2 separate regions of the Canis lupus genome follow, and region 2 is linked to region 1. Evidence: chromatin contacts called from public Hi-C data. All regions are on one chromosome and are shown on one strand. The core of a region is the stretch at or near the end of the contact, and the rest is flanking DNA. Distances in the headings are between cores, read along the strand shown.

Region 1 (5,469 bases), core at 2,210-4,709:
CCACACTCGGGGCGTTGGGGGTGCGGGGGGGGGGGGGAAGCTTGTTAAAGGCCCCAGACACGGGGGCATGACTGATGGCTGGTGCCTGGGCCTTCTCTCAAAGCTCCTTGGTGTGAGGGCCAGAAGGCGGCTCATTTCCGCGCAGCCCCCTCCCCCCACGGGTGCGGATTAGCTTTGATTTATCCCCTCTCCTGGGGAGCCACTGCTGTAAAGGAGAGAAGGCTCCTCCTCTGCAGCTCCGTATCTGAGACCTGCTGAATGCCAGGATCCTGAAGCATCAGGTTACAAAGACTCAGTAGCATCTCTCTCATCTTTATTCTGTAGTTTTTTTTTTTTTTTTTTTAACTGCACCAGCAAACCATATGATGAAAATAAAGACGTCTCTTAAAAAGAACCTTACCCCTAATCCTCTAGCCTTGGCTTGCAGTAGATCCTCATTTTTCCCCAGGGTCTCCGTACAGAGGCTGGTGTGATTTACACTTGTTAGTGATTGAGGCAGAAGTATAATCAACTTGGACTTTTCATGTGTATTTGTATCCTAAATATTCCTTTCTATTATATAGGATCTTCATACGTAACCATTGAGTGGCCATGTGTTCATCGAGTGACTTGATAAACTAATTTTCTTAGTTGTCCTGTCATTTTGTTTCCTGTTCTTAACTGTACCTTTTCCCCTTTGTTTCTGTAGGAAGTTCTCCAGCAGCTGATCGTAATGAATTTGCCCAATGTTTTGATGATTGGCAGAGACCCACTGTCTGGTGAGTAGAAGCTGCCCCCTGTCGTGCCTGGGCAGTGCCGGCGCCTCTGAGCAGCTGCTGGACACACAGCTCTGGCCGCCAGCACAGAGCCCGTGCGGTGAAAACACGGGCTTGTTGGGGTGAGATTCTTGAAGGGTGGTTTATCACGCTGAGGTGCAAAGTCGGGAGAGAGCCCCCCTCCCCCGCCACCGCATACAAGTGCAGGCCAGGCCTGGCTGCTGCCTCCTTTGGCTTAGGAGCCTGAGGCTGTCGTATGGTGGACTTGCTCCGGGGTCTTTCCTTCGTAAACATTGAATCCACACCCCCGTGGGACGTGGTTCCTGTTGGCAAGAAAGTGAGACTCTTCCGAGGGAAGTCCTGTCCCTTCTGTGAGGATCCTGCTACACATTTATTCACCCGGTGCTCCATCTCTTCCCCATGTCTCGTCCTGGATCTGTTTCTATGCCTTCTCCTGGTCTCTGGAGCCCGGATGGGCAAGGCTTCCAAGTCCTAGGCTTGCACACTCGGTGTGACTTTGAAAAGACTGAAAGAAATGTCCTTCTGGGCACCTTCCAGAAAATCAGAGCTTAATGCCTACCTGCCAGCTCACCTGCTGGGTGGATTAAGGAGGGGGATGCCATATGTGTATGCCTTGACCCCTGCCCGTGACTCATGGACATCAGCCTACAGGCCCCAGGCACAGTGTGCTTGCCAGCTGGGCCTTGTTCCAGTGGAGACCTGGTGAGTGCAGGTCTCTGACCGCCTAGGATCGGTGAGGATCCAGGAAGGCAGGAGGGACGCCATGCAGGAGTGGCTTCTACAGAAAGAACTGAAGCCTTCCTCTGTGGCATCTCATACCCTGTTCCCGTGGGCATCTGGCCACCCCTGTTTCTGTCCATATGAGAGTAGCTAGAGCTGCCTCAAGGCTTTGGGGAGAGTACCCTGAGGGGCCGGCCTAGAAAGTTTCTCCAGAGAAGCTGTGTTTTAGTGCCATGGCCCTGGGAGCTGCTGGAGGTCGGGGTAGCCAAGCGTTGGGTCACTTTACTCCTGGTGGCTATGCTGCTGGGTGCCGGGTGCCTGGCATGTCTACTTTTCTCTCTGTGGGCCCAGAGGACGTTAGGTTTCATGGGTCTCCCCGTGGTCCCCAGTGCAGCTGGCTGTGGTCACTCATGGCCTTAGCAGAGGCTGCCCAGGCCCACCTAGAGGCTCCTGGCAGCAAACACCGCTCCCCTCTCTGTGCATTAGTAAGGGGGAACCTGATGTTCGCCTTCCCCTGGCTCTGGCTTTATTTTATGGTTCCCCAGGTAGCGGATGCCCAGATGCCGCTCACGCAGGCCCCAGCCCAGGCCCCGGCCCCGGGGGCAGTGGCTCCTCTCCCATTTCTGTGGTAACGTCAGGAAGGTGGGGATCTGCTTTGCTGAGCAGAGTTACGCTGCCTGACCCGGTTTATTCTGGGGGCTGGTTTTATGGGGGGAGAGATGCCTGTGGAAGGTTGGTGGTTCAAGCATGGTTCTAGGTGCTGCCTGCCCCGGAGACACCCCCCTGCAGAGGAGCAGGAACAGTGGAGCCTTCCTGTGTGAGCCCCTGGTGAGCCCGCCCTGCACTGGGCGTCATGTATGGTTAACACATACAAAGGGGAGCATGCTCCTGGGCTGTGACCGTGCCAGCCCATTGATAGGTGAGAACACAGAGGCTCGTAGGGCTTCGGTGGCAAGCCCTCGGTCACGTGGCCCGCAAGTAGACCCTGCAGCCCGAGCTCCCTGGCCGTATCACACACAGACGAATCAGGTTGGGCCAGTCATCGACCCTCTGACCTATGGAAATGGCAGTGGCATGTGGTCCAGTCTGGCGTTACACACATCCCACTGCCCCATCCAGCCACCCTGTTGCCCCGTCGTGCTGGATAACTTCCCACCCTCCTCCTGAGGGTACCTGTGGTCTTCCCTGATGATGTCCCCCTGCCATCTGGAAGCCCATACTCTGGAGGCCCCTTTGCCAGCTACCGCTGCACCCTGGAACCCTGGCTCCTGCCTCCCTGCTCAGCAGTCTCTGTTCCAGCCTCTGAACCACATGGAGCCTGAGGGGTTGTCCATACGCAGAGCACACAGGTCTCCTCTCAGGGTCTGGTGCTGAGCAGAAGCCTCTGCAGAGATGTGGACACTGGATTTTGCTTTTGCTTTTTTTTTTTTTGAAATTGCTTTATTGAGGCATAGTGTGCATACCTTAAAATTCACCTGTCCTGGGTATATGATGTAGTGGCTTTTTTTTTTTTTTTTTTTTTTTGTCATAAGTGTCTACAACTATGCACTCTTCACCACAATTCAGGCTTAGGACACCACAGGGAAGCTGTTTTTGAGGCTCTGACAGGTGCATGGGGTGTCCTGGCATCAGATAGGATCAGTATACATCAGTCAGAAAGGTGGTATCTCCTGCTCTGAAGGACAGGCTGGGAAGAGACTCGGGGGGTCGGCAGGCGGGGGTCTCCAGGGGCATGCGGGGGGCGGGGGGTGGTCTCCGGGCAGGGCCTGCATGGTCACGGCCCTGGATGTGGGAGCTGGGTGCGTGCTTGCGTAGGCTCTGACTGGGGTCCCGGGACCCCCTGAGCAGGGGGGAGGTCAGCAGGCCCACTGGCAAGAAGGTGCAGAAATGTATTTATGGGATAGTGTTTCCTGCTTTAAATTGTAAAACATAGATGAGTGAAGCACTTTCGGTTTCTTTTTAAATAAAGACCAAAGTTGATTTCTTTTTTGTGTGGTTGCCTAGAAGTGGGTTTGGGAGGTGGGAGGGGTGCTGCTTTCTTCTTCTTCTTCTTCTTTTTTTTTTTTTAAACTAATTCTGCCCCACATATCATCTTAGGAGCATGCCTGTGCTCTCTTTGGCTGATATTGATATTGTACTGTTATTTATAACATTTCAGTTTTGGGGTTTTTTTATTAAAAAAATTTTTTTTTGGCAAATGTACCTCAACGGAGCCATGTGCCAGGGGCAGGACAGAGCCCAGCAGGGCATCTCGTCAGACACACACACACACAGGGACACTGATCCTGAGACACTGAGTGTTTGTCCCCAGGAGGGTGTCCTGGGATGTGGGGGCTGTCCCCTGCCTCCGACCTAAGGAAGGGAGATGTCACAACTCCTACCCTTACGAGAGCTTCTCTGTGTGTCTAACCAACCTGCCCCCCACCCCATGCCACCCCGTGGGATGAAAGGATGTTCTCTTTTCTTCTGCCTTGGGTGGGATTCAGGGATGCTCAATGAATGTGAAGAAGAACTTTCAGAGACTTCAAGTCATTGTTAAAACCTCTTCTTGGTGTCTGGGTCTCCTGGCCCCAACTCTTCATCCTGTCTCTCCTCTTTTGCACCTGAAGTCACCTCTCCGCAGTGTCTGTCTCGTGGTACACCTGCAGTTTTGCAGCTGTCCTCATGGGTTGTCAGGGGCGTCTGTCCGGGACCTCATCGGGTGGACCCCACATCTTGGAGCCTGGCCTGGGGTCTCCTAGGACCCAGCCCTGAGCCCCTTGATCATGTTCGTATGATGGCCATTGGCAGGAGAGCCTCACGCTGGTGGCCCTCAGGACTGCGTATTGTAGGGTGCTCTTCGCTTTGTGTCGCCTTGGCTGAGTCTTGTCATCTGCTGTCACCCACATGTGTTCATCAGGCTTCCCTCTTCCTGCCACAGTGGCCTCTTCCCCATCTGCCCTGGCCTTTCCCGTCCCCATGTCCTCAGTACAGGCCCTGTTCCTCTTAACTGCTGTACTGCCCCGTCCCCTGGCACTGGGGCCTGCGTGCACTGGCCTCCCGCAGCTGGGCTTGCCCTTAGTAGGCATTGCCGGGTGTCCGCCTGTGTGCCCCTCACCCTTCAGGATCCCAGTCCTGTCCTGCTTCGCCTTCCCCTTGTTCACAGTGTGTATCACTCTCCAGATCTTTGATCGTTTATTTTCTCATGTCTGTCGCAGGGCTTATCCCCCAGCCCACACACGATGGAGTCTTCCACAAGGGCAAGAATCTTTGGGTTTTTTCTCTTTTTTGTTGCCAGTGTCTTCCGGGTGTCTAGAGCAGTGCCTGGCACGTAGTAGGTGCTCAGTAAATAAAGCACACATGCTGCAGACCCACCTTTGTCCCCTTTGCTCTCCTGTCCCCACTTCCCCAGTCCTTCAAGTGGGCGCTTGCGACAGGTGTTAAACACATGCTCCTGCAGATGCCAAGGTCAAAGGTCAGCGGTCAGGGCCGAGCCAGAGTCGATCTCCACCCAGTGCCACCTGTTGATCTCCACCCAGTGCTATGTGTGTGGCTCGGAAGCTGCCCTCACCCTGCCATCTTGCCAGCTGCACATCCACGTTCAGCACGTTTCCATGGTTTATCAGAGTCTGTTCTGGAAGAAGTCATGAGAACCACGACAAGATGACGTCGGCTTTATCCGTAAAACGGGGGATGGTTTTGGACCAGATCCAGACCAGCTCCCCGGCCTCTGCGCTGCCGGGCCCTGTCACCGTGCCACACAAAGAAGACTAGATTCATCTGACAGGAAGCCAAGGGTGTTAGCAGATTAATTTCTCCGGTGAATCATTCAGCAGGCGCTCGGGAAGAGAGCATTGTATCCACGGGCAGTGGTGGTTTTCTGACTTGTACGTGGCTGATCCACGTGAGATGGTGAGAATGGAGGGAAGGCATCTCACGGGTGCGGAAACCCAGCCTTAGAGAAGGTGCTCATGCAGAGGCTCGCAGCCTGTGG
Region 2 (5,469 bases), core at 2,185-4,684, 54 kb before region 1:
CTACTATCAAAAAAATGGAAAATAAGTTTTGGGGAGGATGTGGCGAAATCAGAACCCTTTGGCTTTGCCGCTGGGATGTAGAATGGTACTGCCGCTTTGGAAAACAGGAGGGAGCCTCCCCTCAAAACTAAAAACAGCATTACCATAGGATCCAGCAATCCCATTTCTGGGCATACATTCAAAAGAACTGAAAGCAGGGTCTCCAAGTGGTAATAACAGCATCATTCACAATAGCTAAAGCAGAGAAGCAATCCAAGGGTCTATCGACTAATAAATGGATAATCAAAATGGGATATACACACACAATGGAGTAGCATTCAGCTTTAAAATGGAAAGAAATTCTGCAATGTAGTATAACATGGGGGAACCTTGAGGACACCACATTAAGGGAAATAAGCCAGTCACAAAAAAGGCAAATAGCGTATTAGGGTCAAAATCATAAAGTCAGGAAGTAGAATGGGGGTTGCCAGGGACTGGGGTTGGGGAGGGAGAACAGAGAGTGATGGCTTCATAGATATACAGTTTCAGACATACAAAAAGGAAAAGAGGGATGGGGATGAATGGCAGTGCTGGCTGCACAACAATACGAATGTATCTAATTCTAAACTAGACAAGCAATGGTTAAGGTGGTTTTACATTAGATCTACTTTGACCAAACAAAAAAGAATTATTTTTAAATCATGAAAGCAATATACTCTCATTCTAACAAAAATAGAATACAGAGACATGTTAACAAATAGCCATTCCTCTCCCCCTGACCTCCAAGTTGTACAAATAATCTCAGCTCCTATCAGGTAACCAAGATATGCCATTAGCTTACACGCCATTAGACAGCATTTTCCAGGAGGGGAAGAGAAAAATCCTTTCAGAATGAAGAACAAAATTAAAATACTTCTGTCCATGAAGCAAAGTATAAAGCAGAGAAATTACTTTTTATGCAGAAATGAGTGAGAAAAAAAATTAAAGGGTTAGGTCTCAGAGTGAGAGCCGAGGGGTATCGAGGCGAGAATGGAGGGACTCTGCTCAGTGGTTAGGAGGTGCTCCGTGTATGCTCCCTGAAGCTTATGCCCCAACCCAAAGGAGGCATGGGGGAAACAATTTTTGTTAAAGTAGTGATAGAACCCAGCAGAATATCAGGAAGATAGTCATCAATATCTTTATAAACTGTTTTACATGCACCACCTTGACCCTCAAAATTGTAGTCATATAGGGGGATATAATAATATAATTCCACTTTTAGGGATTAAGAGGCTCCTAGAAAGTATCTCGTCCAGGTCATCCAGACCTTCAAAGCTTTTTCAACCCTGTAACCTGGGCACCATCTAGTTTACCTGATCCCCTGCCACTCAGGCAATAAGGATGCTGAGCTGGTTCTGAGTGAGACAGGATCTAGGCAATGAATGATGGATACATCCATGATCATGAACCGGTGCAGACAATGACTGATCCCAACATCAGAAATTCCTGAACTGGCTGTGGCCCAGGGACTGCCAACATCCCCAGGGACAAATTCTCTCACCATGATGAGAAATGTCCCACTGCAACTGTCAGAAAGCATTCACTAGTCCCTTGTGCTCCTCCAAGTGAAATAGTATGCTTATCGAATAACTTTAGAGATCCTACCTCCTTGTGCCTCAGAAACAGCTTAGGTCAACGCGAAAAACACTCTGGTCTCACAGACATTCTCTGTTTTGCAGAACGAGGATCTTCTACACAAAGATGGACGGATACCAGTCACACCTGTTTTCCAACCCATTTTACAATAAGGGCAATTAGGGAATTAATGCATTCCTGGCGCGTAAGAAAACCACTAAGCTACAAACCTCAGTTCCTCCGCACTGTCCCACCCCCTCCCTCCCCCAGTTACCCTGACTTCCACATTTCTCCTTAGGACTCTTCATCTCCCACCTGGCTCCCAGGGCCACAGTGTCATCTCACAAGGCCAAGACGCGAAACTCGGCTGCAATACCACACTTCACCGACAGATGCCGCAGCCTCAATACCTGACAGCCAACTTTCAAATTACTACCACCACAACTCGCAACCATTCAGTGCCTACTGCATACTTTTTTTTTTTTTTAAAGGTTTATTGCTCTGGTATCCTTTATTTTTTTTTTAAAGATTTTATTTATTTATTCATGATAGTCAGAGAGAGAGAGAGAGAGAGAGGCAGAGACACAGGCAGAGGGAGAAGCAGGCTCCATGCACCGGGAGCCCGACGTGGGATTCGATCCCGGGTCTCCAGGATCGCGCCCTGGGCCAAAGGCAGGCGCCAAACCGCTGCACCACCCAGGGATCCCCCCCCTTTTTTTTTTTTTAAGTAGGCTCCACGCTAGGCGTGGAGCTCAACGGGGGGGAGGGCGGAGGCAGTGGCGGGGCTCGAACTCACGATCTTGACAGCAAGACCTGAGCTGAGATCATGCGTGGGATGCCCACGACTGAGCCACCCAGGCGCCTTGCCTACCGTACACTAGGCACTTAGGCCAATCCCGCGGCAGCTGGCTCGTGAGGACCTTCGTTAATTCGCATGAAGTGCTTTGAACAACGAACTGGATCGTAGTAGATTATTACCAGCCCAAGGTGAAGTGGCAGAGAGCGACGGGAACGTGGGTCACCGCAGCTGTCTCAGCAGGGTGGTCTGGGCCAGGGCCTGCTTCCCATCCAGGTGGGGCCACCGTCCTTTCTCCTGTCGCCCTCCACTAAGCTGCTGCTAGGTCCTCCAACCTGGAGTCCGGGATTTGGCTCCTCCACCGCCAAGTGGCAGCAGCAGTGGGGGTTGGGGTCACAGGTGGTGCGGCGGGGCTCTGGCCTCCCGGGGGAGCTTGCAGAAGGCAGGCAGGGCGGGAGGTGGCGCGGGGGGCGCCAGAGGTCGCGCTCCCACGGTCTGAACTCAACACTAAGTTTCCTCCCTGGGGCCGCCACCCCCACGAGAAGCGCGCGGGCTCCGCTCCTGTCCCGGCGGCGGGTGGCTGGGGCTCCGCGCGGCCGAGGGGCTGCACCTGCCGCGGGGAGGGTGGGGAGGGGCCGGGAGGGACGGGGCCGCGGGCCGCGCGGCGCCCCAGCGAGCGGTGGGCCGGGGGCGACTCCCCAGTCTCGGCGCTCCGCCGCCCCGGGGAGGCACGGAGGGGCCGGGGTCCGCGCGCTCGGGTCCGCCGCAGGCGCACGCGCGGGGAGGGCCACGTGCTGGGGCCCGCGGGGAGGGCCCGGGAGGCCGCGCGGAGCCCCCCCGCCCCGCGCCCCGCGCAGCCGCGCCCGCGCCCGCGCCCGAGCGCCCGGCCCCGGCCCCGGCACCGCGAGGCGGCGCACCAGCCGCCCAGGGCCGCCGAGGGGCGGGGCCGCGCCCGCATTGTTCCTCCCCTAGCGCCGGGCCCTCCCCTTCCCCCAGCCCCGGGCGGGGCGCGGGGCCGCCGAAGCCGCGGAACGTGGGCTCGCGCCCCGCCTTTGTCTCCCGGGTGCGAGCTGCCGCAGCCCCGCGCCCCGCTCGCTGGCGGAGCCGCTTTGTGCCGCGGCGCGGGGGACCGGGCGTGGAGCCGGCGGGCGCAGCCTCAGCATGGACGTGACCGTGTCGGAGCTCATGGAGCTCTTCCTGCAGAGCCCGCTGGTGACCTGGGTGAGTGCGCCCAGCTCCCTGCCCCATTGTTGGTGCCCCCGCCGTGGCCGCACCACCTCCCCCGCCCGCGGGCCCGGGGAGCCTCCGGGACTCGGGGGACTCAGCGAGTGCTCCCGGCCGGGGTCGGGGTCCGGGCCCCGGGGTCCGGAGGCGTTTCCCGCTCGGGAGCCCGCGCGCCGGGTGCGGGACCTCGCCGCGTTGCGGGCCGGGCCGGGCGGGGGCTCCGCGGGTGCACCTGTTGGCGCCGGGGCGCTGGGCTGCGGCCCCCGCGCGGACCGGGTCGGGGTACCCCCACCCCCCGGGGCTTGACCACTCAAGGAAGGGACTCCTACCCCAAAATACACTCGTGTAGTTTCCGAACCTCAGACCAGCAGGTGGGTGGCGGCCGAGCGAGAATGGGTACAGGCGGGGGGCGGCGCAGTCACTTCCAGTAGATTTGAGACGTGAGAAATTTATTGAAAAGTCTCTCTCTCTCTCTCTCTCTTTTTTTTTTTTTTTTCCGCCTTGGGCCGCTGGAGAAAAGTGGGGAGGAAGTTTTCGTCTTGCTGTCTTGCGTCTGTTGCCTGGCGCAGGATGGGGGGTAGAGGCCCCTGCAAGGGCTGGCGGGCGGGGGTGACCCCCTGTTCCCGCACCGGCCCTGCCCGCCTTTGCCATGGAGAGCCCTAAAGACCGTGCCCTCGGGGCTCACTTCCTGCCTTTCCGCGCCCCGTTTCCCCGGCAGGTGAAAACTTTTGGCTCCTTCGGAAGCGGCAACCAGGACAATCTGACCATGTACATGGATTTAGCGGATGGCATCTTTTTGAACCAAATCATGTTGCAAATGTAAGTTATCTACGGGGAAGAAGGAAAGAGCGATGCTTCGGAAAGTTTAAGGTTGTAGAATGGGAACGTGTTCAAACAGAGAGGGTTCTTTGCAAGTGGAGGGGGGGGGGGCGCCGGCATCTCAAGATTAGGGTGATTTTTTTCCCTTTCCTGTGAGTATGAAGAATTCCAGGACAGCAGGTTGGCAGCTTGTTTGGTTAAGGCAATTTGGAATTGAATGACTTGACTGTCCTCCACGTGGTGTAGATAGGACAACCGACTTCATGCTTAGATATTTGAAGTTTGAGCAAGGAAGTTAAAAAAAACAAAACAAAACAAAAAAACCCTTTTGGGGGGCAAGGAACTGTAACAGTCTGGTTACAGGAAGTGTTTGGGGTGTACCCAGAGCATCCGTGTGACTATAAAGTTTCACTGTAAGTTGGGATGCCTGTGTTTCTGAGCTTCTTTTCACTTGATCATACGTTTTGTTGCTCTCTGGCGAGTGCAGTTGCCTAAGGCCCTTCCTAAGGCTTAAAGTCACTGTGTTAAGAGAGCCTTGGGAGTCCGAATGCTGTGTAGTGTTTGTAGTACTGAGCTTAAACGGGTCTTGGTGGAAGTTAAACTCACTAGCATGTATGTTTGACCACATCCTTTCCTCTAGCTAAATTCTGCAGCGTCTGATTGACAGCCTGCCACATGTAGGTGTTGGCTCCTACCTCTGCTTTCTGTTTTTAACTCAGGCGCAGGGAACATATTGGAACTGAGTGTCAGTATGATTCCCAGGCACTAGAAGCCAAATAAAACGTCCTAATAATACTCTCTGTGGATCAGCCCCTCGGGCTTACCTACTCACTGGCAACTAAGCAAGTTGTACTTGAGCACGAACCCATTAGCTAATGAGGATCAGCTTTGTGGCCCGCAGAGGAGGAGCATTTATTTAGCTTTGGCATATTCAGCAAGTGGTTTAAATAGATCTACCCAAAAAGGTCTGTTTCAAAAATTTCCTGGGAACATTGCTTCTTTTAATAAGTCATTTGGTGCCATGTTGTGGGAGAGAC

Evidence for each region. Hi-C and Micro-C count contacts between places; a contact is called where the count stands out from the background.
Region 2: a Hi-C map of blood shows a contact between it and region 1, with 4 times the contacts expected there. The contact joins the promoter of CCDC88C here to the enhancer-like site in region 1. A contact is called at or near these places in 4 of 9 Hi-C or Micro-C datasets (amygdala and blood).

Annotation. Positions count from the first base shown.
Region 1 is chr8:62,520,406-62,525,874 of UU_Cfam_GSD_1.0, reverse strand. It overlaps CCDC88C (protein Daple), which reads left to right. Exons shown (of 29, transcript XM_038545572.1): 4 at 689-758. Among named protein-coding and RNA genes, the nearest start is that of CCDC88C, 54 kb to the left of the region's middle. Within about 2 kb of position 3,459, at least 2 of the 20 cell types and tissues checked have an H3K27ac peak or open chromatin away from gene starts, as enhancers often do. A contact at or near this core is called in blood, where this site is marked.
Region 2 is chr8:62,574,705-62,580,173 of UU_Cfam_GSD_1.0, reverse strand. It overlaps CCDC88C (protein Daple), which reads left to right and starts at 3,434. Exons shown (of 29, transcript XM_038545572.1): 1 at 3,434-3,610; 2 at 4,332-4,432. The coding sequence starts at 3,551.